6 separate regions of the Mus musculus genome follow, and regions 2, 3, 4, 5 and 6 are each linked to region 1. A link is a contact called in public promoter capture Hi-C data. All regions are on one chromosome and are shown on one strand. The core of a region is the stretch at or near the end of the contact, and the rest is flanking DNA. Distances in the headings are between cores, read along the strand shown. Region 1 holds the start of Haus7 (HAUS augmin-like complex, subunit 7). Region 2 holds the start of Ubl4a (ubiquitin-like 4A). Region 3 holds the start of Fam50a (family with sequence similarity 50, member A). Region 4 holds the start of Dnase1l1 (deoxyribonuclease 1-like 1). Region 5 holds the start of Emd (emerin). Region 6 holds the start of Irak1 (interleukin-1 receptor-associated kinase 1).

Region 1 (4,486 bases), core at 1,020-3,519:
GCGCAACAATCTACATGTCCGCCCTAGTCTCCAGCGGAGGTGCCATGACTGAATAGGAAGGTAGGCTCCCTCCTGCTGCTGTGGCCTCCTCGGTTTCTGTGGATGGACTCTGCTTCTCTAGGCCCAACCTGGAGCTGAGGAGAAAGTTGCTGAGTTGGGGAAAGACCTGCTCAGTGCTTTGGCTCCCTGGGACTGGGTGGAGAAGGAGGATTTTCTTCCAGAATACACAGGGGTTGGTTTCTTTTCCGTTCCTCAGGAGCAGATTCTGGAGCAGAGGCTACGGGAAGGGTGGAGGGAGGCAGCCACACTACAGCGGTTTCTCCCGCCAAATTCCCCAGTCCTAGGAAAGATCCACAGGAAAAACCCACAAGAATTTGAATGTCTGGGTCATGATTGAAATGAAATTTTCTTCTTTTTTTAAAGGAAGAAAAAACAAAAACAGAAAATGGCAGGAAAAAGTAAAACTTGACCAAACAGAAAGTAAAATGGAAAACAAGCAACCAAAAGCCCCTTCTCCCCTTGTATTCCAGAAAAGGTCCGAGGTCGCAGCAACCTTGTGGAGGATAGAAATACTAAATACTTTGCAAAGAATGGAGCCCCTGAACCAAGTTTCTAGGCCTTCCTCTACTCAGATTTTTTTCAGCTGAAATTGGGAGGCTCTGAAGAGCTTGATATTATAAGGAATTAGGCCCTGGCTCCTCAGCAGGGCCAGTCTGAGGGCCCTTTCCTGTTACCCCCAAGCTCTTGCCTACTCCCTCCTTCCAGGATTCCACTGAGAGACCTCTCCAGTTAGAGGACTTCAGTTGCCTGCTAGCAACAACTCTCCCTATGTGTGTGTGTGTGTGTGTGTGTGTGTGTGCGCGTTCCCACACATATATATGGGAAGAGTATGTGAGAGTATACAGGCCAAAGGTCATTGTTGGGTATCTTTTTCAGTTGTTCTCTACATTATTTTTAAATATTTATTTTTATGTGCATGCGTCTTTATTTGCATTTATGTCTATGCACCATATGCATGCTGTGTTCAAGGAGTTTAGAAGAGGGCTTTGGGTCTTCTGGAACAGGAGTTATAGCTGGTTGTGACCTGCCACATGGGTACTGGGAACTAAACCTGGGTCTTCTGCAAGAGCACCAGCCATTAAGATTTCTTAATGGCTGAGACATCTTACTTTTTGAAACAGGGCCTCTCACTGAATCTGAGATACAGAGTTTTTTTTTTTTTTTTTTGAGACAGGGTTTCTTGGGTTTCTCTGTGTAGCCCTGGCTGTCCTGGAACTCACTCTGTAGACCAGGCTGGTCTCAAACTCAGAAATCCGCCTGCCTCTGCCTCCCAAGTGCTGGGATTACAGGCGTGTGCCGCCACAACCGGCTACAGAGAGATTTTTAAGCGGACTGAGTGGGAATGAGACACAAGAGCATCCATGAAAGCCAAAGGTAGGATGGAGATGTGGGGCCTGGTCAGCATAATGATAACAATGAACATTTACCTGTCAGACTTCACCTTAGGAATTTCATAGAAATGATTGCTTCTTTTCATCTTCATTTGTAAACCAATGAAGTAGGTGCTCTCATTATCCAACATTTATTTGAGGGCAAGGAAGCACAGAGAGGTTAGGTAACTGGCCCAAAGTTTTCTGGGTGTGGTAATGCTTACCTGTTATCACAGTGCATTGAAGGCTGAGGCAGGAGGATCACAAGTTTGAAGTCAGTCTGGGCTACAAAGCCAAATCCTGGTTCAAAGTTCTCCAAACAAAACAGACCACACAAACCAAAACAAAAGTCACACAGCCTGTGATTGGCAGAGCCAGATTTGAATTTAAGAACTTTCCCTCTGACTTTGTGTGCAAAGGAGACAAGACAGAACTTTGGGCCGAGAAATGGTCTTAGTTTTTCTATCAAAGCTTGCCTTCATCAGTCAGGATCCATCTACTGCCAAAGAGAACCTGAACAAGGTAGGAGCGCCTCCTCCTGGATGAGCCCGACCTCTTTGAGTCCCTCACTTCTGCCTCTAAAAGGAGCTACTCAGCTTTTGGTTAAGTCCTACTCGGCCCGCCTCCTCCTCTCTGCCTCTCCCCTCCAGCCCCGCCTTTAGCCCGCCTCTGTCCTATCCTCGCCCAACCCTCTTCTCTGCACCCTGCTCCCTGAGGTGCGCGCAGGCAGTGACAGAGCGGCAGCCCAATGGGAAGGCTTGTTGGAAAAGAGGGTGGGCCTTTGTGACGCCCGTCCCGATGGTTGGCTTCGCTCCTGCCGCGCGGGTTGGTGGGCGGAGAGACCTAAGAAACTGGTGAGCTTTTAGCAGTGTGGCGGCGGCCTGTAAGCTTGGGGGGCGTGAACCAGTTGTAGTTCAGAGCGCGAAACATGGCGGAGGAGGGTGCCGGTGCCGGGTCTGATGACAGCTACTACAAAGATGTGGGTGATGACTGCGTGGTCAAGGCAGCTGTAGAGGTGTTCGAGAAGCTGAAGGTACTGTGAGCCAGGGGAACCGCTCCTTGATAGGGGACCAGGTGGGGCCCCGTCCCAGTGCCATTTGGAGCTTCCTGTGGACATTGACCGCACCACAGGGGTCCACAGTGGCAGGCCCTGGCAAAGCTTTGGGGGGGGGGGCGACTTGCGGACCATCTGTCTTAGGTCTTTGGAGTCCTCGGACCTCTGCTCGTGCTGTTCCAACAGACCATTGCAAGATTGAGGCTGGGGACTTGGAGCCCATGAAAAATGGAGAACGCGGGCCCCAATCTCAAAGAGCTGGAAGTGGGTGGAGTTGGGTTTGAGGGGACAGATGGGCTGAACACCTTGCCGTTTTGTTGGGTCAGAGACAGTGACCTCCAGGTGGGTTTAAGGTACATGCAGCAGTGAGGAGCATGACCGTGTAAAGTTAGGGAGCTATCCCAGGCCCATTGAACCCCTTGCTAACCTCCCTCCCATCTCCCCTTGCTACTGACTCAGTGATCACTTTCAGTCTCCCTCCACTGCCCCTCAGATTTAATCGTAGTCTTCTTAACCCATTCTCAGGCATGTTCCTAGTTTTATGGCCGTGAAACCCAGAGGGAACACACTTAAAAGTGGTGGGGCAGCAAGTCACAGGAGCAAATGTAGGGTGAAGATGAGGGACTTGAACTTTTGACAAGGCCAGGAAGGGGCACAAACTGATAGAAATGCTTAGCCACCCCACAGTAACCGGCTTCCTCTGACTTGCCTTTTCCTTGTTTAGGGTGTAAACTGCCCCTTCCTCGACGGCCTGTATATTACAGAACCAAAGACAATTATGGAGCTGCTGTGTAGGCCCTCAAAGTACCGGTTGGACATACTGGAATGGATGTGTATACGGTAATGCTCTTTGTTCTTTCCTTTCCATGAAGTGTCTTCTGGGGGAGATGGGAATGTGTCATTTTAGAGGGTCCCATAACCAAGCCAGCTCCAGGAAAGCTAACTGAGCCATGACCAAGATGGTGGGGAGGTGGCCCTGGCAGTACAAGATGGACTTTAATGAAAGCCCTTTCTGCACCAGGCCTCCTGGGCTTTTGATTGTGTTGAGGCTATATGATGTGGTTCTTGTCACTGAGCTCTGATTACTGTCAGCTTGGACAGCACCTGATGATCAGAGAGGGACGTTGCCCAGAAACCCAGTGACAGAAACGGGCCTTCTAGATTGTTTCCCTTCTTTTCTACCCCAACTTGCAAAGAACAGAGGTTTTTCTTAGTCCATCCTGAGGGCAGTGCTTCTAGGACAGCCTAGGCCTTTTCAGTGGAATGGAAGTTGTTGGAGTTTTTCCTTGCAGTTTTCTGTGGAACCAGTTCTGTCCAGCTAGGAGCTCTCAAGGCCAGATGCTTACTCGAGAGCCTCATTGTTGAGCTTATCTGTGTGCTTAACCCTGAAGGCCAGGGCTGCACAGCCAAGTCATCAGAGCTTCTTTTACTATAGGGGCCTTCTAGTGTCTTAAAATAGAGCTCAGCAAGGCATTTTATATGAAGGGACAGCTACTGTTCCAACTCAGTCTTGCCAGGGTAGCACAACAGCAGCATAGGCAGGCAGCATGTACAGGAATGAATGGGTGGTGTAGCAATAAACCTTCTTTAAAAATAAGACTGGGAGCCTATATATGGGTTCATCTCTCTGTAAAAGTAACTATTATTTACCTGATGTAATTGTCATCTCATGGGCTTACTTCCTCCGTCTGCTAACCTAGGCCTAGTACTGGAAGCTTCTAGCCTCCATACAATCTTTTTTTCTTATTATTCCACCCATTGAGTTTTATTAGTATGAAGATCAGACCATAACAATGGGGGTCTTGAGATTTACCTCCCTCAGATTCCTTTAAGGGAAGAGTGGGTCTAAGACTCAAGGCTTTCAGAGACCAGCATTAGAAAACACAGGACCCTCTGTATGCTTAGGATTCAAGGCTTCTGTGTTAAGGTCATCCCTACAGAAAGTTCACAGCCTCCGTGCAATCTTATCTAGGCCTAGCCTGGTTTCAGCCTCTGAGACTGA
Region 2 (4,486 bases), core at 654-3,153, 910 kb before region 1:
CCACCTCCAGCTCATGGATTTCTATGAGGCCCCACCCCTGCTGATCGAAGAACGGAGAGATTTCTGCATCAGGGTGTCACCTGCTGAAGACCTCCCTTCTGCTCTCAACACCAACTTGGGCCACTTCTCAGAGAACCCAATACTCTACTTGCTTCTGCCTCTTATCTTTGTCAACAAGTGTTCATTTGGTTGCAAAGTGGAACTTGAAGTTTTGAAGGAGCTCCTACAGAGCCCCCAACCCATGCTGTTGGGCCTCTTGGGCCAGTTTCTGGTCATGCCTTTCTATGCTTTCCTGATGGCCAAAGTCTTCATGCTACCCAAGGCCTTAGCTCTGGGCCTCATCATTACCTGCTCATCACCTGGTGGTGGAGGGAGCTACCTCTTCAGTCTCCTCCTTGGAGGAGATGTCACCCTGGCCATCTCCATGACTTTCATCTCAACAGTAGCTGCCACTGGTTTCCTACCACTCTCATCAGCCATCTACAGCTACCTTCTCAGCATCCATGAAACACTCCACGTGCCCATCTCCAAGATATTGGGGACCCTGCTGTTTATCGCCATCCCCATAGCAGCGGGTGTGGTGATCAAATCTAAGCTCCCCAAGTTCTCTGAACTACTGTTACAGGTCATCAAGCCCTTCAGCTTTATACTTCTCCTGGGTGGCCTGTTCCTGGCCTACCACATGGGGGTCTTCATCCTAGTGGGAGTCAGGTTACCCATTGTACTGGTGGGTTTCACAGTGCCTCTTGTTGGCCTCTTGGTGGGCTACAGCCTGGCCATCTGCCTGAAGCTGCCAGTGGCTCAGCGACGAACAGTCAGCATTGAGGTAGGGGTGCAAAACAGCCTGCTAGCCTTAGCCATGCTACAGCTGTCTCTGCGCCGCCTTCAAGCAGACTATGCCTCTCAGGCCCCTTTCATTGTGGCACTGAGTGGTACCTCCGAGATGTTGGCTTTGGTTATTGGCCAGTTCATCTATAGCATCTTGTTTCCTGTTCCCTGAGCCCTCTGGATCAAGTTTTATAACTTCCAGCCCCCATACTCCTCTCTTCCCACAGTTCTTGTGTACCGTACCAAAGGCCTTTAGTTCTCATGCACTATGCACTCAAGACAAATCCAGGCTTATTTTTTTACTCCTTTTCGCCCCAGCTTTCAGTGCCAAAGAGGCCATGCTGAGTTAGATAGTTGGGTATTGCCCAGAAATATATTTCAATAAAAAAAAACCAAAAAAACAAAAGCAAGCTCGGGTCCCTTCCAGTCTGTCCCTTGGAGCCTGTGGATTGGGGTAAGAAGAGTGTGTCTGGGCGGATATGGGCCAGAACAGTGAACCAGCTTGGTGACCCTGCACAGAACCCACTTTCTCCTCCTCACTCTGTTTTGCACATGGTAGACATGTACCTTTGAGCTGTATCCTCAGATCTACAAAGGCTTTGCTCTAACAGCCCTACCTAACAGGGCAGACCTCTGCACTATAAGGAGTGAAGAGAGCACTACTTCCGAGCTTCAGTCAGGATATTTTTGCAGCCAGACTAGAAAGGAAGTAGAAAGCCATTAAGCTATGACAGGCAGGACTGGACCATTTCTGTATCTGAGAGACACCACCACGTGTTTGCATTGACTTGGTCCACCAGCAGGGTGGGAATTAGCACAGGCCGGGCCTGGAGTGAGGCTGACATTCTGGTCCTTCCTTTCAAGCCACAGCTCCCAGACTAAGCAAGCCTGGCCCCACAGGTACCTCACTTGGATCCCAGTGGGCGGGGCATCCCCACGTCCCCGCGCCATTAAGCCCAGGTGGTGGACTCTACCCAAGGCACGGCCGGGGCAGAAGCGAAGGCCGGGAGGCGGGACTGAAGAATGCGCAGGCGGGAGCCACGAGGCGGGCGCGCCCCTTTCACGGCTTCCGGCGGCGGCGGGCGGTTCCGGGGCGGCGGCGCGCGGCAGGGGACCGTTGGTGTTTGCGTTGGCCGTAGTGGACTGGGCCGTGGACACCATGCAGCTGACCGTGAAGGCGCTCCAGGGCCGGGAATGTAGCCTACAGGTAAAGTCACCCCGCAGGCTGCTGCACTCACTCCTGCCGCTGGGGGCCGAGGGCGGGTGGGGGAGGCCGGGAGAGCTGACCTCAGGAGGGGGTGCGAGGGCTTCACCGCCCAGGGAATTCGGGCTGAGCCCTTGCCTCTCCACCTCGGCCGGATCAGGTGGCGGAGGACGAGCTAGTGTCTACACTGAAGCACCTGGTCTCGGATAAGCTGAATGTCCCTGTGCGCCAGCAACGTCTGCTGTTCAAGGGCAAGGCCCTAGCAGGTAATCAGGGAAAGGAGCCATCCAGGGAGCTTTACAGAAAGCTGGGGGACGGGATGTACAGGCCAGTGTAGTGGATCGGGGCACTGGCTGCCACTGGACCTCAGAAAAGTAGCTGAGCCATCACCACCCCACCACCCCATAGCCAGATGCTGCAGTGCTTCACTCTGGCTGTCTGTGGCAGGATTGCTTCCCAGCCACCTCCACATCAGTGAGGAAGGAACCACACCAATCTCTCTTTGGCAGATGAAAAACGACTGTCAGATTACAACATTGGGCCCAATTCTAAGCTCAACCTAGTTGTTAAGCCTTTGGAGAAGGTGCTACTGGAAGAAGGGTCTGCCCACAGACTGGTCGACTCCCCAGCCACCCCCATCTGGCAGCTGATCTCCAAAGTCCTGGCCCGTCACTTCAGTGTAGCAGATGCCAGCAGGGTCCTGGAACAACTACAGAGGGTGAGAAGAGTAATGCTGGCCCTCCATTCTTAATGTTTCTACCCGTCCCCTACCTAATGCAGCATACGCCTTCCCCACTGGCCTCTCTGAATACACTCGGTCTTCTCTCCTCAGGATTATGACAGGTCCTTGAGCCGCCTAACACTGGATGACATCGAACGTTTGGCCAGCCGCTTTCTACACCCTGAAGTGACTGAGGCTATGGAAAAAGGGTTCTGCAAATAGCATTCTGGGATTGTGGGGAGAAATCCCAGGTCAGGCCACAGCTGCATGTTGCATTAAATGTGTTCTCATGTCGCAGTTTGGCTCATAGTGATAATAATAGCTGGTATGTATCCAGCTCTTGCTAGGTGCTAGGTACTCAAAGTACATGGCCTGAGTTCTCTTCTGCCTCCCACAGCAAAGTTGAGGCTGCACTGTAGAGACACCTAGCAATGGCTTGGGACAGACAGGGTCCAAGTCTAGCCAGCCTATAGAAGTGCCTCTGTAGGAGAAAGAGTGTGCTGTTTTCAGAGATGGGTCTTAGTATTCCCATTTAGCCCACTCAGCATACACCCTCAAAAGACTCCCTCAGGAAACCACTAGTTCCTGTCACCTGCCCTCTGGTGTGTCCCTTGGCAAATCTCTATAGGAGGCCAAGTGTTAGCTATCCAGGGCCCCTCCACTGCTGCAGCCAGTGTGCTCTTGAATAACAAGCAGGTTAAGGGGCTGGAGGATCAGAAAGATACCCCAGCTCCATCATAGTTTGAGTCATGTTTCTATGCCACTTTGGTCCCCAACCAAAGTGAATCTGTCCCATGTTAGGCACTCCTCTGACCTGAATAAGTTTCCTTTCTCCTTTATCAGTTCAAGGTGGGAGTCTTTGCTCTCATCACCTGCAGTTCCACCTTGTGTTCAGAAAGCAAAAGTGAAGTGATAGCCAAGCATGGGCCACTAGATGGAGTATCCTGGGCCTTTGTAGCATAGCTCTTCTCTGGAGCACCCTATTTGCTTGGCTCTTTCTGGAAGTAGGTCTCACCCATGAGGGACAACAGGTGACTCAGAAAGGCAGTGTCACAACTAGAACACTCTGCCTTGGTCTCCTTATCCAGTGCTCACCCACAGTATGAAATGGATGCTTCCTCTGCCACCTGTATACAGGGGCTTTTACTTTGCACACCTTCATTGCTTAAGAAGAAACTCAGGGTGCTGAGAAAGATATGTATGCTGAAGGCTGTGATTCCTCTTTTTATTGTACCTATGCCTGGGTGCTAAAGGTCATGTAAGGACTAGTTCCTTTGAGGAGGACCCCCTGGGAGCAGTCAAGCTGGAAGATAGCTACCTGCAAGACACTACTGTCCCTCTACTTTTGCCAGGAAAGCCACTCTACTATGAATGTTATTGGGGCTACACTTGCCTTTCTTGCCCAAGGGCCTCCTGCATAGACCTTGTCGGTCAAATCTTGAGTCCTTGTACAGAAATGATAGAGGCCTGAGGGGGTGTGCAGGTGATAGACCCTGGTACTCCTAAGACCTGGGGTATCATATCAGGGACCTGCTTGTGAACATGTGTATAGAGTGCCAGCTCAGATAATAAGCTTACCAGTGACCTTGTTCACTTTGAGTCAGGGAACGTATTTGTAAAATTAACACTAAAGATGCATGTGAGTCATTTCACCAAAAGGAACTCTATTAATAAGCTAGACTGCTTTTGGTTTCCAGTAATTGGTTTAAAAACACAGTAAATTTACTGGCTTA
Region 3 (4,486 bases), core at 1,098-3,597, 850 kb before region 1:
CCCCTTCCCTGACCCAGAGCCACTGTGTGCCTAGCATGGGGTCCACTCAGCACAGGCTGGATCTCCCCAGCACCCCAGAGGGATTCTATTTGCCCTAGTCACTTCAAGCTCAAGGGCAGGACTCTGTGACACATCAAGCATGGGGCAGAAAGGAATGGGGACAATGCAGGCTGTTCAGGCACCCAGGAAAAAGAAAGGGCTCAGAAAGGACTCACCACCTTTACAGAGGAACAGAAAGAAAGATAAACCTGGAAAGTGAGAACCAGTGTGGAGCTCAATAGATACCACAACTGCTCCCAAAGCAGGAAATGGGTTCTCCCTATGGAATGGGAATGGAACAGCCTGACCCACCCCCAGGAGTTCCCAAGCGCTAAGCTGCACTGTGAGGGGAGAGCTGCTGAGGATGGGGGACCCACAGCTGTAGCTCCTTTGACTGCTCCTTTTTTGCCAGCTGTTTCTCTCGCTCCTTCACCAGTGCCTCCTGTTTGGCCTTCATGTCATTCAGAGTCACAAGACCTGTGAGGCAAGAAGACATGGGAAGAAAGGCTAGTCAGCCAGGGCCAGCAAAAGAGTGACACCTAGGACTAAAAAAAAAGGTGGTACATGTGTCCTGCTCACCCACAGTACTGGACTTGAGCTCTGCTTCCACAGCATCATAGTGTGCAGAGAATTTCTTGTCAATGTTAGATTTCATTATGTTCTCCTGCAGAGGAGGGACATATCAGTGAAGGCCATCTACCACTTCACTATGGAAGTGACAGAGTGGCTGTGGGTTCTAGACCCTAGTTCGAAATTTGTGCCTTAACATGCTATGACATGATCTTAGAAAAGAAAGACACCCTCCCTTCCTTTTCTGTCTGGAAGGGTCCACGAAATTGGGAAGGCTAAAGGAACCAAAGGAGGTCCTTCTCTTGGCATCCCTGAACTGCTCTGGCCCCCTCTTCAGGTCTCCTGCTGGGGCCCAGCACCCACTCAGTAATCTGTAGCCACCACCACTCACCTTCAGCCTTTAAGCTGAAGCTCCTGAGACCCAAGCCACGGGATTTCAGGAAGAGATAAATGGAAAAAAAAAAGAGGGATCAAAATGTCCAGACCCTGGAATTCTCCTTTTTGGCCCAGGATGCTGTCAGCAGCTCTCTGGAAGGCCACTGTTCTTCAGCCTGACCCCATATTAATAAGTGCCCTGTAGGTACTCTGAAGGGACCTCCAAATGAGTAGCCAGTAGAGGCAAACTTCCAGCTGCCAATGAGGCAATGAGGCCGGAACTGTAGGACTAGGTGTCTATACAAGCATAGTTGAGGGTGGACAATACTTCCATCTGGCCGGGCATGGTGGCACATGCCTTTAATCCCAGCACTTGGGAGGCAGAGGCAGGTGGATTTCTGAGTTGGAGGCCAGCCTGGTCTACAGAGTGAGTTCCAGGACAGCCAGGGCTACACAGAGAAACCCTGTCTCAAAAAACCAAAACAACAACAACAACAAAAAACAAAACAAAACAAAAAAACTTCCAACTGAAGACTGGTTTGGGCGTTTGTCTTCTCACTTCCCCAGATAGGGCCTGCTCTCACCTGGAGAGCTAAGGCCCCCTGCTCCTCTCAGGAGTCTTGCCCAAAGGATCAAGCTGTGGTCAGCTTGGTATCGCGCTTCTGAATGCAGCGACCACTCACTAAACAAACCCTGGGAGAAACTCTAGTACTCTGTAATGAGTGAGACTCAGTGGCATACCCCTGTGCCTCTCCACAGGAAGTGGGGTCTTCCCAATAAGCATTGGAAGGCTGGGAGCTCTGTACTCAGGAGGAGTGCCAAGGAGTCTCACCCAACATCAGTGTGCTCCCCATCTCTGACATGGACCAACACTGAGCCCATTTTATAGATTAGACTGTCTCGGCTGACTTCTGTTACTAGAGATGCACAGCAAGTCTCGCCACCAACGCGGGGCCCGCCCTCCGGGCACTCATAGCCCACTGTTGAGGTCTCCCAGAGACGAGTGGCAGGAGACCGCCAGGGGGTCCGCGCGGAGCGCAAGCTCTGAGGTGCCCCGGCCTGGCCCACACCTCTGCAATCCTCTGCTTCATCTGCTCCATTTGCTCACGCTGCTTCTCCCTCTTCTTCATTAGGTGCATGGCGCGTCCCGCCTCGCTTGCAGCGCCCTTGTACTGGGCCATGGTGGCAGCAGCGGTTTCAGCGAAGGCAGTGGCGGTTTCAGCGGAGGCAGCGGCAGCGGCAGCGGCAGCGGCAGCGGCAGCGGCGGCGTTGGCAGCGACGACAGCGGCAACAGTGACTTTTGCTTGGAGAAGTCGTGGAGGCGACGGCGACGGCAGTGGCGGCGGCAATTTAGTCAGCTGATGCGTGACGTCAGCCACCAGGGAACGTGCGGACGCAGGCCCTGCCCTACGCCCGCGGCTCTGACACGTGATCGCACCTCGCCCCGCCTCACAGGAGGCCGGACGAGTTCATCCCATACCCAATGCGAAATCACCAGTTCTTTCTGCTGGTTCCTTGTGACATGGAGCTGGGTCCTCTAGCTTCCTGTACACCCTCAAAGTTAAATGCTATCTTAAGCTGGCCCTCCATTCCTCCTAACTTCTTTCTGTTAGTCCCAAGGCTGAGCGCGCTGCTCCCAACTTGGATGATGGAACTGAGAGCCATGTCTCAGTCAGGTGTACCCCTTCCCACGGAGGCTGTTTTTCCTCCTGCTTGGTCACACACTGACACATTTGGTTGCTTGGATTTTTTTGTTGTTGTTTTTTCCGAGACAGGGTTTCTCTGTGTAGCTGACTGTCCTGGAACTCACTCTGTAGACCAGGCTGGCCTCAAACTCAGAAATTGGCCTGTTCTCTGCCTCCCAAGTGCTGGCATTAAAGGTGTGTGCCACCCCTGCCCAGCTGAATTTTTTTAGCTATCATCCAAGGCTAGGTCCAGGTCCCTTTGCTCCCCCAGGACTGAGACTCCTGATACCTCTCCTTTAAAAATTTGTGTGAGGCAGAGGAGATGGCTCAGGCAATGGTGAGTACCCAGAATCGATCCCCAGCATTCAAATAGCTCACAACTGACTGTAACTCCAATTCCTGGAGATACTGGCTTCTGCAGGCAGCAGATATGCAAGTTGTGCACACCCACCTAGGCAAAATAGCCATACACATAAAAATTTAAATGTGTTTGTTTACATGTTGTGCACAAGCCACTGAACATGTGCAGAGGTCATATTGTGGAATCAGTTTTCTCCTTCCACCTTTACATGGGCTCCAAAGATCAAACTCAGGGTCACATAGAAAATATCTTTATGCATTGAACCATCTCACCTGTGCTATTCTGCTTCGGAGAGGTCAGTATAGCCTTGAACCCAAAACCTCCACACTGACTTCTGATTTGGAAACCACTAGTAAATGATGACCCGTCCAACACCAGATGACCTACTTCACCTGCCTTGATCCTTGCGGATACAGTTCTAGTCCAGAAGCTAAATTGCCCCAGTCCTGCAAAACAGCCTTAAAGCAGAGAACCTAAAGAGCCAGGCTTAAGTTTCAATAGTTTTATTGGGAGGTTTTTGTTTTCTGTGAAATATACTAGAGCTTGGGGAAGGGGACACATTCACTTTGCAAGGTAAGGGTTTCCCACCACTAAAGGAAAAGGCATGGGGCAGGGTACACTGGGGTTTGGATCCACTTTCCTACCTCCTTCTGCTTTGCTCACATTACTTTTTCTCAGTGAACACAACACAAAAGAAATTCAAAACAGATCAACCTCCAGAGGGGGTCACACCTAAATCTTCTCCCATCCCAGGCTTTGCCAGCACTGGGAGAGGCCAGGGCAGCTCACTCTACAGCCCTAGGCTGCACAGAAAGGCTGAGGGCTCAGACAATTACTCCAAAGTTAATAAATTAGAATAAATTATAAGGAGGAGGAGGAGGAGGAGGAATGCAATTTTGTGCTGGGAGGGTCCCTTCTCTCCAACACCTAAGAGTTGGGGGAGGAGATGGGTATCTCCAAAGGCCACTACATTTGGGACTAAGAGCAGTGGGGGTGGGGGTCAGCTTTTCCTCCACTCCTTCCCAAACAGCAAAATTGGGGGTGCACGATGCACACACACATGCACACACATGTACACACGCACACACACGTACGTACACACACGTACACACACGCACGCGCGCGCGCACACACACACACACACACACACACACACACACAAAGTTCTCTTTCCCTAGAACAAGGACAGACCAAGAAAGAGGATACTATCCAACTCCCATCTCCCAAACCATCCCTAAGGTTAAGGATATGGTCAGTGAATAAAATCAATAAGGTGGGTGATTGGAATGTGGTAGGGGAAGCAGAAGATGCTGGAAACAAGGATGCCTAGCCATACCATCTCCCCTGCCCTAGAGAAGGACATACAAGTTGGGGAGAGGGGAACAGGGGCTGGAGGAGGGGAGTCAGCAATCACTGATCAGCTTCTCCAAAGACATCATTCTGTTTGCGCTTCATG
Region 4 (4,486 bases), core at 1,452-3,951, 820 kb before region 1:
TGTTCTCCCAAAAACAAAACCCTTAGCCTTCTATACATGTACCCCACTGCCATTATAAAGTGGTAACACCACACTGTTCTCCCTGACAGGAGTGGTAGATTCAGAAGGGACTGCAAATACAGCTTCCTTGAATTCTCACACCAGAGTTTTGGACTGCAGAGATTCTAAGTGATCATCCCTCTTCCTATTCTCTGCCAACTATACTGCCATATCATGGCTCCCCTAAGTCCTTCTAAGACAGACGCATTGACCACCAGCTTCCTTGTCCCCAAGGGAGGCCTGGACATGCCTCCCAGAGGAGCAGCTCACCTCGACACACAGGCACACATTTGCCCAAGCTGAAGAAATGGGAGTGCAGCTCCTTGGTGAAGCAGATGTCTGCAGCTGCTGGGGTCCTAGAGCAGCAATAGACCCAATCATCCCTGCCTCCAAGACTTCCCATTGCTTGTCCCCAACTCTCCCCACCCAATATAATGCCTGCCATCACTGCCATACAGAATGAAGCTCCAAGAGAAGGCCCTAAGGAGCCCCACCCATGCCCTTCCTGGAAGGCTGGATGCCAACTCCTGAGCAGAGAAAGGCAAATCTGGGCAGAAATGGATGGGTCACTTCAAGGGGCCCATTCCTCCTCACCAACGCATCAACTTCAGGTTCCAGATGTGGCGGAGTTTTAGGATCCCTGTGAAAAAGTAAAGTCCTTGATGTGACATGGCTACTTCCACACTCCTTTTAAATTTCTGATATCCTGTCTAAATCACATTCCCTGGAGGAATCCTAAGGGGGACACACAAAACTTCCAGCAGTTAGGCAGTATATCCCCCAAACAAGGTAAAGTTTTTCAAAAGAGCCTGGTGGGAAGTCAATCTGTCTTTGGTGGGGGCCTGTTCTTGTTTTGCCTCCCTGAACCCAGCACACTGGCACCATACCCCAGAGATGAGGGTCATCCATGCAAGACTGGTGGTTGGAGACGGTGATAAGGGGGGTGGCAGGGCCTCGGTTCTCAATGAGCTCATACAGCACTTCCTTGTTGTGCACGGTGAGGTGGTTCATGTACTCTGGGAAGAGAAGTCAGTCCCAAGCTCTAGGTCATTTCCACCTGCCCGAGGCTTCTTACTGTGCCAGAAAAGCCCCTGCCATATTCCCAGTCCGAAAACCCCCAGCCAGGCCAGAGGCCTGTGAACAGACTCTGCCTTGGCCTTTTGCCACTCACTGGTCCAGAAGCAGCTGTAGGTGCCAACTAGGCCCATGACGACGCTGCTGGCTAGAGTCCAGGTGAGCCGGGGCACCGCGGGGAATGGCCACTTCACATGGAGGGGCATCTCCTCCGGCTCCGGCCCCGCCCCCGGAGCCCAGAGTTCCTCTTGCCCCAGGCCAGCCGATGTCCTCTACCACTCAGGAGAAGGATCTCCAACAGACTGGCAGAGGACTAGACTAAGGTCACCTGGTGGAACAGCTCAGCACCTCCCTAGCACTGTTCTCTGGATAGAGAAGAGCCGCTGCTCAGGCGACGAGACGGGACTGCTGTACAAAGCAATGCGCACTAGAAACCAAGTCTTGACGGCCTCACTCGACGAATCAGCCGGAAAGCAACTCGAGGAAGCGTCCTTGCCTGTTGTCGCAAAACATGCCTAGGTTGCTTGACGGCTGCCAGGGCGGGTCTACGCCAGCCTCGCTCCGGCCCCTCCCCCGTCAAGGTTTTGGCTCCAAACCGCCTTAAGCAGTGCTGCGTCTCTTTGATTCCATAATTCTAGTGTCTACAGGCGACATTAGCTACACAGCACCATTACCTGAAGCTACGCAAGTCGTAGGCTGGTGGAAACTTTTTACTTGTTCTCTTTCCCTGTCCCACCCGATGTGTATCCGGTTATGCATGCTTCTGAAGGCTCACACAGAGACCGGAAAAGGGCATCGGGTGTCCGCGTCTATTATTCTCTGCCTTTTATTGTACTATTTCTCCCAGTGATCTGGGGGTTGGGGCATTTGGTTATCTCCACGATAGAGCATTTGCCTAGTATTCATGTGGTACCAGAACTAACAAATTTCTGCCATGAGGCATTTTTCTAAACTGCCACTCCAGTGGGGACCTGAACAGGTCAGTCGCGCTACCCATCCTGTGCATAAGGTCCTTTGCTTTGGGTTTTCTGAGCAGTCGTCACACAGGCAAACTTAATTTGGGAGTGCGCACCAACATTGTGGTTCAGGGCCTGAGGACCCTGAGAGAAGACTGCCTCTGCTCTGCTCTTTGCTGCAGGGGAACTGGCCAAAGAATGAGCAAGCCTACCTCACCTTTTTCCCTAGGTCCAGGTAACTGTTCAATGATAGACTGCTGCTTCTTGGCACGGGTGATAGTAGGCATGTTTGCGACAACAAGCAAGGACGCTTCCTCGACTTGCTTTCAGGCGGATTCGTCGAGCAGAGGCCGCCAGCTCCCCAAGTTGCTATTCGCTTGGCAAAAGAAACACCCATCATGGGCGGGGTGGGCCAGCAGGTAGCCAGTTCTCAGGCACAGCCTACTGGACAGGGATGTGGAGCTCAGCCTTGCTTATGGCCCGCCCCTTTGGGTGGGTCTGGAAACCAGCTCCTGGGCTGAAGGGTGGCGCTCAGCCTTGCTACTTGGGACGGGAAAGTTGTGGAGCCGGCCCCTTTGGGTGTGTCTGGAAACCCGCGCCTCTTCTTCCCATTTCCCCCCCACACACACCCAACTGCGCGTCCTTACCCGCCTTGGCTGGAGCTGCGATTCTGTGGAGTGGAATGTTTTATTCGGTTCAACGCTGAGGCAGGCGTGGGGCCGACTTGGGCTGTGGAGGTATGAGAATCCTGCGGGTAGGGAAAGGGAGGAGGTTGTCTCTACTGGGGAGGAACTTCAGAAGGAAAGGGAATTTCAAGCTAAAGCTGTCTTTGGAAGACTAGGAAGCATTATGCTGAGGCCAGGAACAGTTATTCTTTCTGGTTCATCCTCAGAGTCCTAGTGGTCTCAGTCTCCAAATATAGCTTGGCCAGTGCAGAACTGCCCCAGTGCTCACATGTATTCCAAAACAGACACCCCAGTGCAAGGAGACCAAAATAAGTATGAGTGACAGAACAGGTGACCAGAGAGAAACAAATATCAAGGCCAGCTAGGAAGATACTGTGGCAGAAACACTAAGATGTGCAGAGTCAGGAAGACAGAACAAACCAGCCAGATAGGAAGAAACTAACAGAGAGGAGAAAGGGACAGCATGACTAAGAAAAACAAGCAGACAGAAGCAGAGGGCCCCAGGCTTCAAGAATGTGACATGTACAGAGAACATGGTAAAGCGCTGAGCTCAAAAGATATGGTAAGGCAGAGGTGAGTCTGAGACAAAGATAAACCTGAGACAGATGCTCTGAGGGGCTCCAGGGCACTCAGGAAAGTTGAAGCCAGCCTGGGACTACATAGTGAGTTCCAGGCCAGCCTTGGTTATAAACTGAGACACACCCACGTTTTATTAATATTAATATATATAAAGATATAAAGATGGCTGGTGTAATGGCTTAACAGATAAGGATATTTACTGCCAAACATGATCGCTTGAGTTTGATCCCTTTTGGTAGAAGGAAAAAACATGCTTGACTTAGACCCATGCATATGTGCATACATACACAAACACACACAAATAGATGTGGAAAAATAAAACAATTAAGAAAAATAAAAGAAATTCCTGAAGAGGTTCATGCTTTAGTTTCTAATATGGATAGGACAAACTGGACCTTCCTGAATCTGGGACTGTCTATGCCCTAGCTAGCAATAGGTGCTATATAGAAAATAGTATGTAGCAGTTTCTTTGTTTGTTTGAGACAGGGTTTCTCCATGTATCCCTGACTATCCTAGAACTCACTCTGTAGACCAGCTAGCCTGGAACTCAGAGATCCACCTGCCTCTGCCTTCAAAGCACTGGGACTAAAGGTGTGCGCCACCACCCAGCAGTACTCAATTAACTTAAAAGAATAAGGGTTGACCTCATCCCCATTGTTAGTGAAAATGTAAAATGGCACAAAAGCTATGGAAAAATTTGGTGTACCTTAAAAAATTAAAAATAAAATTTTCATGAATTAGCTGATCTGCTTCAGGAAACTAAGGTGCTCAAAATTTTCAAAATTGCTAAACTGGAGTGTGATTCAGTTGGTACAGTGCTTACCCAATTATGAGGCTTACATCGTATAGCCCTCCCTACATAGTCAATATATGAGGCCCTGGATTTCATCTCCAGCACTGCATAAACCAGGCTTGGTGGTATACATCTGTCATTCCAGTTTGGGTGAGGTAGAGGCAGGAGGATCAGAAGTTTAAGGTCAGTTTGACACACACACACACACACACACACACACACAAATCACTACAGGGTTACAGTTATAGCTTAGTGGTAGAGCACATCTTTAGCATATATAAGGCCCCATCTTCAATCCCTAGTACCACACATTAAAAATAAAGTAATTAAATAAATAAATACAAGAATTCAAGTAGTGG
Region 5 (4,486 bases), core at 994-3,493, 800 kb before region 1:
CTCACCTATCCTTGCCTTCCTCTTCTAAAGAAGAGAAAATGTCATCACGCACCTGCAGAATAATTAGGATTAGAAATGGGGAAGAATGGTTTTCCTTAAATGTCTCTGGCTAGCCTGCTCTAATCATATCATAGGGACCAGAAAATTGCCCCCCCCTCCCCCATTCTGAGTATGTGGAGCCTCTTTATCTGTGGGGCCTTGCTGCTCAGTTACTAACCCTGTTGACTTTGTTCCAGCATCCTTTTATTCCCCTGGATTCTCAGGAGGCTTAAATCTATATCGTAGATTAATTACTAGAGTGCAGGAGCTGTTACATATTCTCTGATCAAAAAAGTTTGTGGGCTGAAGAGGTGGTTCACTGGTTAAGAGCACATATTATTCTTCCTAGGTACCTGAGGTCAATTTCCAGCACACACATCAGGCAGTTTACAACTACCTGTAGCTCTAGCTCTAGTGGGAATATGACAATTCTCACCTCTGTAGGTGCCAGCACTCATGCATACTACCCACAGACATGTATGTGAGAATTCTGGAATTTTGGCTTTTTTAAGAAACACAGAAATATTGTAAGAATATGTTTTTGTTTTAATCTTAGGTGTGGAATATGGGGCTGCTTCACAGCAGCTAACTATGAGTTGCCTCATGCTTTTAGCAAAGGTGTGTTTCTGTGAGTTTCAGATAGTTTCTACAATTGTGTGATATTTGGAATTCTGGGAATTTTTCATTACTGGGGGTGAAGTGGGGGGGGGGAAATACCCACAAACTAACAAAAATTGGCCACACATATGTATAATTAAAGTAATTAAATCTTTTAAAAAAGCCAAAACCCCAAAACATTTGTTATGTGCTGCTGGAGATGAAACCATAGGTAAATACTCTTCTGCTGAGCATCCCCAAATCCAATAGTTTTGAAGGTTCCAACATAGAATTTTTAACCCGACAGCTGTATGCTGACCCTAACCAGATTTGAAAGCCTAAGATCCACTCTCTGCACCTATCCAAACCTAGAATTCCCTAAGGCTGCACCCCAGGTATACCTACCAGCCAACTCACCTGGTGATGGAAGGTATCAGCATCTACAAGTGAGGTCCCCGGCTGGCGGAAGCTCTTGGACATGCCCACAGACTCAGGCTCCCCGTATGTCTTGGTGGTCAAATAACTCTCCTCATAGTAGTCATCATTATAGTCTTGGGGAGGAAAACAGTGGTAGAGGAAAAAGTGGTGCCCCTTAACTGGCCTCCTCTTCTCCCTCCCCAGCCTGTGTGTGCTGTGTCAGTTTCTCCCCTCTGAAGCCACTGAGAACTGGTACAAGGAGGTGAGGGAGGTCTGGGGTTTCCCTGTGCCCAAATCCCGGAAGCATGGGATAAAAACATCAGTGCCCACCCTATACCTGCCTTACCCTTGCTCTGGTAAAGTAAGGCGTCTTCTTTTTTGGGCAGATCATACATGTCTGAGTCCACGGCGGCTGAATCCAAGTCTGCATGTGAAGGAGGAGGGACAGGACCATTCGATCTCCAGCCTTCCCCCTACTCCCTCAATAGCTTCGGCCACACCCTCCCTCCCTAAGACGTGTGCCCCAAGCTGCTCTTTGGGGCTCTGCAGTTAAGGGCTCACCTGAGAACTGATAGGAGAATGAAGAAGATGACGAGTTGGGGGGTAAGAGTCTCCTTCTCTGGGTCTCGTACTCGAAGATTTTCTTTTCGTAGAGCTTGCGAGTGGAACCTGCCCAGACACAGGGTGCGAAGCGGTCAGAGGGCGTGAGCCGAGCACCCCAAGAGCACAAGGGAACACGGGGAGGGGACTTGAGGGGAGGGAGAGGTGGGGAGAACGCTCAGGGAGGAGCGCGGGAAAGCAGTGGACCAAGAGAGGTTCTGAGCGCCACCGGGTGCAGCATACCCACAATAGGCCCATGAGGGATGTTGTACTGGCGTAGCACTGCGGCCAGCTCAGTATCGGACAAAACCGCATAGTCGTCCATGGCAGACAAGGCCGGCACCTGGAAGCGGTGTTGAACGCCAGGGGCGGCCGGGGCCTACAGACAGGGCCCAAGAAACCAACCGCTCGGAGCCTAGAAGAAGAAGCGCCAGAGCCTCAAGAGCGGCTGTGGGCGCGTCACGCCGCCGTCACATTTGCGTCACAGCCGCGGCTACGCAGGTTGCGCGCGCTCCTCAGGGCAGGCCCAAACTAGCCAGAACGGCCGGTGCAGACCGGTCTAGCTGAGGGAACAGGCTGGGCTGGCAAACAGAAACGTAACGCTTGTGAGAGATTGGCTCGAACAGGGAGAAGGCGGAGCTTTCAGAACTCGTGCGGCAGCGGTTGAGACTTCCTTTGAGAGCTAGGCCGCCGAGGGGCGGAGCTGGCTGACCTCACTAGAGGATGCTTTAGAGCGCAACTTACTAGGGATGAGGCAAGTGATTTGACCAAAACCGGCTTGTGAGATTTCCCAACCTGTGAGATCTCACATACTTTTGTTACTGGCTTCATTCCTGATTTTATTCCCCCGGTGTTCCAGTGCCTAGGATTCTCAGCCACAGTGTGATCCACAGCAGTGTAAAGCAATCCTGAGAGCGAACCCTTCCAGAGCGCCTAACGCTGCTGAGAGCTCTTTGTATGCTGTCAGACAGGGCTCTCATCACCTAACATAGACACCCACAGAGCCCTGGCACTCCCTACCCATCTCCTTTGGTCTTCCCAGTCTCCATGACCCTGGCCTGCACACCTGCACAGGCCCATTCCCACCGTCGTCTTCTCTAATGCCTAGTTCCATTCGCGAGGAAATGGGGCCAGCACTGGGCCAAGTGGCCACCAGCACTACAGGATCAAGCAGCTTTCCAAAGGTCCAGGGTATGCCAATGCACACAATCAGAGGGCGCCTGCCTGCCTGCCTGCCTGCCTGCCCTGTGATGCATGTAGATCTGTACACCTTGTACCTGCCATACTCACTGTTCTACCTTGGGCCCTGAGGAATTCTGGGGGGAGAGGTCTTCTCTGGCTGAGTAGAATAGTCTCTAAGCTTGGTGTGACCTTAGAGACCTAGACAAGTGTACAAAGCCTAGAGCACTATTTCTCAACCTCCTTAATGCTGCAATCCTTTAATACAGTTCCTCATGTTGTGGTGACTCCCCACCCATAAAATTATTGTGTTGTACTTCATAAATGTAATTTCAATATTGCTATAAATTAAAATATAAATATTTGTTATGCAGGATATCTGATATGTGAGATCCAAAGGGATAGCGACCCCAGAGGTTCTGAACTGCTGGCCTAGAGGCAAACCATGGGAATTGATGGAGGCTTACTAAGGATCTGGATCAGAGAAAGGTTGCCTTGAAGAGTGACCATGACCATTATATTCTACACAAAGTCATGTGGATCTAGGTAGGCTGCCCTTTATTGGAGAGATCTAGAAGAAGGGGTACGCGTAGAAAAAGTGTGTAGGATGCCTGATCTCTTAAATCAGTGCTTCTCAACCTTCCTAATGCTGTTGTGGTGATTCCCAATCACAAAATATTTTTGTTGCTACTTTATAATGGTAATTTTTGCTACTTTATGAGTCATAATGTAAATATTTTTGGAGACAAGGTTTGCCAGAGGGGTTGTAACCCACAGGTTGTCTTAAGTGATAGTGATAGTGAGTACTTTGCTCAGTTCTAGGTTGACCTGATGACACTTTAGTGAAGTTCACAGGCCACTTCTCTATGGAAGTTTAAAGTAGGCAATGGTGAGGAGGTGGACCCCAGTTTTGACCACATACAAAGTGCTTAATGAAGAAGAGTTGCCATTGCATACACTAGCAAGCATTTGCTGAAAGTAACCTGATATAGCTGTCTCTTGTGAGACTAGGCCGGGGCCTAACAAACACATAAGTGGATGCTCACAGTCAGCTATTGGATGGATCACAGGGCTCCCAATGGAGGAGCTAGAGAAAGTATCCAAGGAGCTAAAGGGATCTGCAACCCTATAGGTGGAACAACATTATGAACTAACCAGTACCCCGGAGCTCTTGACTCTAGCTGCATATGTATCAAAAGATGGCCTAGTCGGCCATCACTGCAAAGAGAGGCCCATTGGACACGCAAACTTTATATGCCCCAGTACAGGGGAACGCCAGGGCCAAAAGGTGGGAATGGGTGGTTAGGGGAGTGGGGGGAGGGTATGGGGTACTTTTGGGATAGCATTGGAAATGTAATTGAGGAAAATATGTAATAAAAAAAATTTTAAAAAAGAAGAGTTGCTGTTGGATGGGTTTAAGAGTCAGTGCCCTCTCTGTCTCTGGAAATGGAGCTTCGTGAATCTTTGAAAAAGATACAGTATTAAAGAAAGACAGGAGAACGTTCTTGGGCAGTGTGAGAGAGAGAGAGACAGAGACAGAAACAGAGACAGAGAGACAGAGAGACAGAGGAGAGAGAGAGAGAGAGAGAGAGAGAGAGAGAGAGAGAGAGAGAGAGGCACAGAGAAACAGAGACATTCTGCCCATTAAGCGGCT
Region 6 (4,486 bases), core at 661-3,160, 560 kb before region 1:
ACTGAGTATGTAGGGTGATCTGCCTCAGCCTCCCAAGTGCTGGAATTACAGATATGAGCCACCATGCCAAGCTTTGTTTTATAATAAGGTCTCACTGTGTAGCTCTGGCTGACCTGGAACTATGCATTGTAAACCAAGCTGCCCTTGAAATTTTAGTTATCTTCCTACCTCTGATTCTAGAGTTCTGGGATTACAGGTATGCACCACCACATCTAGTTTGACCTCATCTTGAGAGTGGCCACAATTACTGTGGCTTCAAAGAAGAGGCCCCAGTGGGAGCCAGCCATGGATCTTGTGTAGACCTTTCTGAAGACATACTATAAGTTCCTTAGAGGTCAGGCTAGTGAGAGAGAACCCTTTGTAGTTAGGATTGATATGACAAAAAGTGTTTGTTGGGGAAACTGGTCAGGAGAAGAAAGCTGCCGCTTTACAAGCATGCTTTCAGCTGGCCAAACAAGGAATACCAAGTTGCTGCCTGTGGATCATCCCTGGGCAGTGAGAAGTGAGAAAAGTTTAGAGGTACAGAACTCCAGCAAGCTCAAGGTGTGTTCAAGAGAGGAGCTGGGTTTAGGAAGTTTTCCCCACAGCTGTTTATGTTCAATCTTATCAGGAATGGCTACAGCAGGGGTGTATATGCAAACTCAATTTCAGAACAGAATAAGTTCTTTTCAGGACACCTACTAAACAGGGTTTGGGTTTTTTGTTTGTTTTGTTTTTTGTTTGTTTGTTTTTTTCAGGTTTGGTCTTGATCTGAGGTAGGGTTGCACTTTGTATCCCTGGCTGACCTGGAACTTAAACCATGCTAACCTCAAATTCACAGAGATTCACTTGCCTTTGTTTTCTGGGTGCAGGAATTAAAGGGGTGTACCACCAAGCCCAACATCTAAAGAGTTCTATCTGGCTTAAGGCTGTTGGTGTATATAAGTTCAGGTGGGTGGACAGAGGCTGGCTATGCCATCTTCCTAACAGCTCTTTTAAAGAGCTGGGCTTTAGTGATTTGTACTTGAGGAAGACCACCTGAGCAGGGAGCACTATCCAAGCCATACAGTCTGTGCAGGTGAGTGGCAATGGCTAATGCTAAGAGTAGTGCACTCATATGAAGAGGACTTCAGAGAGCATAATGAGAAAGTAGTGTGCGCTGAGATGTGTGTCATAGTGACCAAAAAGGCCAAAGAAAACCCTGAATGGAGAACAGTAGAGGAATAGGCAAGAGACACTCATTCATGTGGCTAAAGGTCACAACAGGTGGTATCACCAACAACTACTCTAGAAAGGGGTAGGAGAAGCTGCTAGACCCTACTATCCTTATGGAGAGAAGTGCAAACTAAGATAAAAGTGTGACAGAAAAAGGAAAGGGACATTTAGAGCCGAACACCATGTGTATGTTAAGAGACATAAATGTGTTAGTTGGAAAGCTAATTAGAATCCTGCACAGGCAGATTCTGTGATCTAACACTTGCTGGCCCAGCTGCTGGAAGGTTCCTGGGGGCGTGGTGGGGGCATGGAGATCTAGCACACAAGCAGTAGCATGGTATACACTCTTCCAGACCATTCTCAGGGCATCCATCCTTATCACCAAATGACTACAGTCTGCCAGAGGGCCATTTTGTTACCCATATTTAACCCTGACTGACCAACAATTTGGCTGGCTCTCAAACTGCTCCCCAACTAAAGCGAGGGTAGCCTCTCCGTGACTTTCACCAGGCTTGGCATAAACTGCCTTTGTAGAACATCGTGTAAAAACATCGTGCCCTTTGTCTCTAGAACTGGAAGTCATTCTTCATCCTGTTCAGCCCTATTCAGATGTTTGTGTAGGACCACAGACCTCGGTTCTCCCATTAGGGACTCCCTCCTACGTAGCAGAGCTCCTTCCCCGCGTCAAGGGCGGCGCGGGACGCCCCCGTGTGGCGGAAGGCCGCGGAGGGCAAGATGGCGGCGGGTCGAGCGCCGCCTCTTCCGCCCGGCCGGGTGTCGCACGAGGCCGGCCTGAAGGGGAAGTGAGTCAGTGTCCGCGGACCCGGCCCGCTAAGGCCCGCGCCCGCCGAGGCCCCGAGAGGCCTCGGCCCGGGGGCGGCGGCGGCGGCCATGGCCGGGGGGCCGGGCCCCGGGGAGCCTGTGGTTCCAGGCGCCCAGCACTTCTTGTACGAGGTGCCACCCTGGGTTATGTGCCGCTTCTACAAAGTGATGGACGCCCTGGAGCCCGCCGACTGGTGCCAGTTCGGTGGGTGACGGCAGGCCGGCGTGGGGTGGTGGACTCAGGCTTCTGGAGCTGAAGCCTGATGTTCCCCATCCCGCAGCGGCCTTGATCGTGCGCGACCAGACAGAGCTGCGGCTGTGCGAGCGCTCCGAGCAGCGCACAGCCAGTGTTCTGTGGCCCTGGATCAACCGCAACGCGCGCGTAGCTGACCTCGTTCACATCCTCACGCACCTGCAGCTGCTGCGTGCGAGGGACATCATCACAGCCTGTGAGCGAGCATAGCCCCAGGGACCCTAGGGATGGGAACCCAAGAGGGGTGACGGGTACAGAGTTTCCTGAGACAGGGAACCATATGGGAACTCCCCCCCCCCCACCCCTTCACTTAGAGATAGAGAGCTCTGAGTCACAACCCTCCTTTCCTTCCTTGTTATCCCAGGGCACCCTCCTGCCCCCGTTGTGCCCCCAAGCACCGCTGCCCCAAGGCCCAGCAGCATCTCTGCAGGCTCTGAGGCCGGGGACTGGAGCCCCCGGAAATTGCAGTCCTCTGCCTCCACCTTCCTCTCCCCAGGTAAAAAGAACCCGGGTGTTGGGCTTGATATGCCTGAGGAAAAGGCCACCATGACTGCTGACATGGCTGTAGACTGCTGCTGGTCTCTGCCTCTCACTGCCATCTTTATGAAGCTTTTCCAGGCTCCCAGACCCATTCTGAGTCAGAGCTCCTCCAGGTTCCACTCCCTGTTTCCCTCGGGCCACCACTACCATCTTCAGCCCCTTCCTCCACCAAGGTAGGTGTCTCTTAACCCCCAGGGAATTTTCCAGACAAAGAGGAAGAAACTTAACCTTTGGTGTACCACAGAGCCCAAATCAGCACAGCCAGGTCATCTGAGAGACAACTAGTGTTGAAGGGAGCTTTCAACCTGGACCAAAGGGAATAGATAGGGTCCTCGCCTGGTCCATGGTCTCTTCCAGCAGTCAAGCCCAGAGAGCCCAGTGTCTGGCCTCCAAAGAGCCCATCCCTCCCCGTTTTGCTGGCCCTTCTGTGAGATTTCCCAAGGCACCTGCAACTTCTCTGAAGAACTCAGGATTGGAGAGGGTGGTTTTGGATGTGTGTACCGAGCAGTCATGAGAAATACTACATATGCTGTGAAGAGACTGAAGGAGGTAGGTGTAACATTGGGGTAGACACCTGGAAGACAATCTATCAGTCCTTATTTGTCTAGTTCCTCCCTCCATCAGCCCCTCACTTCTGCAGTCTCCAGCCTCCCCAAGCAATTCCTTCAAGGACCCCAAGCCTTCCATAGATTTGGGCCTGGAAACAACTGGCAAGCTTGGCTCATGTCACCTACTTTCCCTACCTCTTACCCCACCATGCCTGGGGCTACAGGAAGCTGACCTAGAGTGGACTATGGTGAAACAGAGCTTCTTAACAGAGGTGGAACAGCTATCAAGGTGAGCCTTGGGGGTCCCTCCTGTCTAGGGGCACAAGGTGAGCCACACCACGGCCTCATCAGTCTTTAGGACTGCACAACACAAGATCTGGCTCCCTTGGGCCCTCAAGGCCTGGCCTGGCATGGGTGAGGGAACATCAAGTGCTGCCTACCTAGCCTGGCCTGATGAAAAGTAGTAGAACCCAGAAAATTAAAGAACTCAGACTCCACTCTTTATAACAGGTTTCGTCACCCAAATATCGTAGACTTTGCTGGCTACTGTGCAGAGAGTGGCTTATACTGCCTTGTTTATGGCTTCTTGCCCAATGGCTCCTTGGAGGATCAGCTCCACCTTCAGGTAGTCCTTGCTGATCTGGCACCTTTATTGGCATAGCCCCTTAGCCTGTGTCAGGCAGGACTTGGGCTTCTGGCTCCCCCTCAAACTCAAGATTTGGCCCAGGGTTTTCTTTCTTCCTTTTTACTGGCTTGATTGTTTGAGACAATACCTCACTACCCAGCTCAGGCTAGCCTCAAGCTGGCAATTCTTCTGCGTCAGCCTGCTCTATGCTAGAGTTACATTACACTCAGCTTGGCCCAAGATTTTCCATACAATTCTTTCCTCTGTCCTCTCCCCACTGTTCCTCTATTGGGAGTTATTGGCTTTGCAAGCAGAGTAGCTAAAGGATTTAGTATTTAGTCCACATATAGCTCTTGAGGAATGAGGACCAGTGGAGACAGGCTGTCAGACTGAACCCAAGCTTGAGCCATGCCTGAATGTCATACTCACAAGCCACCACATATACAGGATAAGAGCTTCCTTCTCAAACTGTTTTGAGAGAGGAGAGGGAGAAGGGCACCAGCA

Evidence for each region. Promoter capture Hi-C pulls out the DNA fragments that hold promoters and counts their contacts. Capture Hi-C pulls out chosen DNA fragments and counts their contacts.
Region 2: a promoter capture Hi-C map of pre-B cells shows a contact between it and region 1. The contact joins the promoter of Ubl4a here to the promoter of Haus7 in region 1. A contact is called at or near these places in 2 of 39 promoter capture datasets (liver and pre-B cells).
Region 3: a contact with region 1 is called in a promoter capture Hi-C map of erythroid cells, with 2.1 times the contacts expected there. The contact joins the promoter of Fam50a here to the promoter of Haus7 in region 1. A contact is called at or near these places in 3 of 39 promoter capture datasets (cranial neural crest, erythroid cells and pre-B cells) and 1 of 115 datasets of contacts at active chromatin or transcription factors (astrocytes).
Region 4: a promoter capture Hi-C map of adipose tissue shows a contact between it and region 1. The contact joins the promoter of Dnase1l1 here to the promoter of Haus7 in region 1. A contact is called at or near these places in 2 of 39 promoter capture datasets (erythroid cells and liver) and 1 of 9 other capture datasets (adipose tissue).
Region 5: a promoter capture Hi-C map of pre-B cells shows a contact between it and region 1. The contact joins the promoter of Emd here to the promoter of Haus7 in region 1. A contact is called at or near these places in 4 of 39 promoter capture datasets (cranial neural crest, erythroid cells, liver and 1 more).
Region 6: a promoter capture Hi-C map of erythroid cells shows a contact between it and region 1, with 19 times the contacts expected there. The contact joins the promoter of Irak1 here to the promoter of Haus7 in region 1. A contact is called at or near these places in 5 of 39 promoter capture datasets (the C10 cell line, erythroid cells, hematopoietic stem and progenitor cells and 2 more).

What each region holds. Positions count from the first base shown.
Region 1 is chrX:73,456,812-73,461,297 of GRCm38.p6, reverse strand. It overlaps Haus7 (HAUS augmin-like complex, subunit 7), which reads left to right and starts at 2,269. Exons shown (of 10, transcript NM_028633.3): 1 at 2,269-2,463; 2 at 3,209-3,324. The coding sequence starts at 2,359.
Region 2 is chrX:74,365,965-74,370,450 of GRCm38.p6, reverse strand. Ubl4a (ubiquitin-like 4A) reads left to right here and starts at 1,903. Exons shown (of 4, transcript NM_145405.2): 1 at 1,903-2,035; 2 at 2,193-2,298; 3 at 2,542-2,750; 4 at 2,865-4,486. The coding sequence starts at 1,988. The coding sequence ends at 2,975. It overlaps Gm44504 (predicted readthrough transcript (NMD candidate), 44504), which reads left to right. Exons shown (of 6, transcript NR_103489.1): 4 at 1,693-2,035; 5 at 2,193-2,298; 6 at 2,865-3,004. It overlaps Slc10a3 (solute carrier family 10 (sodium/bile acid cotransporter family), member 3), which reads left to right. Exons shown (of 3, transcript NM_145406.2): 3 at 1-1,234. The coding sequence ends at 1,000.
Region 3 is chrX:74,310,894-74,315,379 of GRCm38.p6, reverse strand. Fam50a (family with sequence similarity 50, member A) reads right to left here and starts at 2,347. Exons shown (of 13, transcript NM_138607.3): 1 at 2,055-2,347; 2 at 619-703; 3 at 417-516. The coding sequence starts at 2,165. It overlaps Gdi1 (guanosine diphosphate (GDP) dissociation inhibitor 1), which reads right to left. Exons shown (of 11, transcript NM_010273.4): 11 at 3,513-4,486. The coding sequence ends at 4,441.
Region 4 is chrX:74,279,841-74,284,326 of GRCm38.p6, reverse strand. Dnase1l1 (deoxyribonuclease 1-like 1) reads left to right here and starts at 2,701. Exons shown (of 8, transcript NM_027109.3): 1 at 2,701-2,806. It overlaps Taz (tafazzin), which reads right to left and starts at 1,609. Exons shown (of 10, transcript NM_181516.6): 1 at 1,211-1,609; 2 at 927-1,055; 3 at 634-679; 4 at 310-395. The coding sequence starts at 1,319.
Region 5 is chrX:74,252,444-74,256,929 of GRCm38.p6, reverse strand. Emd (emerin) reads right to left here and starts at 2,243. Exons shown (of 6, transcript NM_007927.3): 1 at 1,897-2,243; 2 at 1,615-1,722; 3 at 1,400-1,477; 4 at 1,054-1,187; 5 at 6-52. The coding sequence starts at 1,978.
Region 6 is chrX:74,021,345-74,025,830 of GRCm38.p6, reverse strand. Irak1 (interleukin-1 receptor-associated kinase 1) reads left to right here and starts at 1,910. Exons shown (of 15, transcript NM_001177973.1): 1 at 1,910-2,221; 2 at 2,298-2,465; 3 at 2,634-2,765; 4 at 2,879-2,982; 5 at 3,167-3,358; 6 at 3,582-3,646; 7 at 3,868-3,982. The coding sequence starts at 2,086. Mir5132 (microRNA 5132) reads left to right here and starts at 2,233; the gene lies at 2,233-2,303. It overlaps Mir718 (microRNA 718), which reads left to right and starts at 1,895; the gene lies at 1,895-1,982.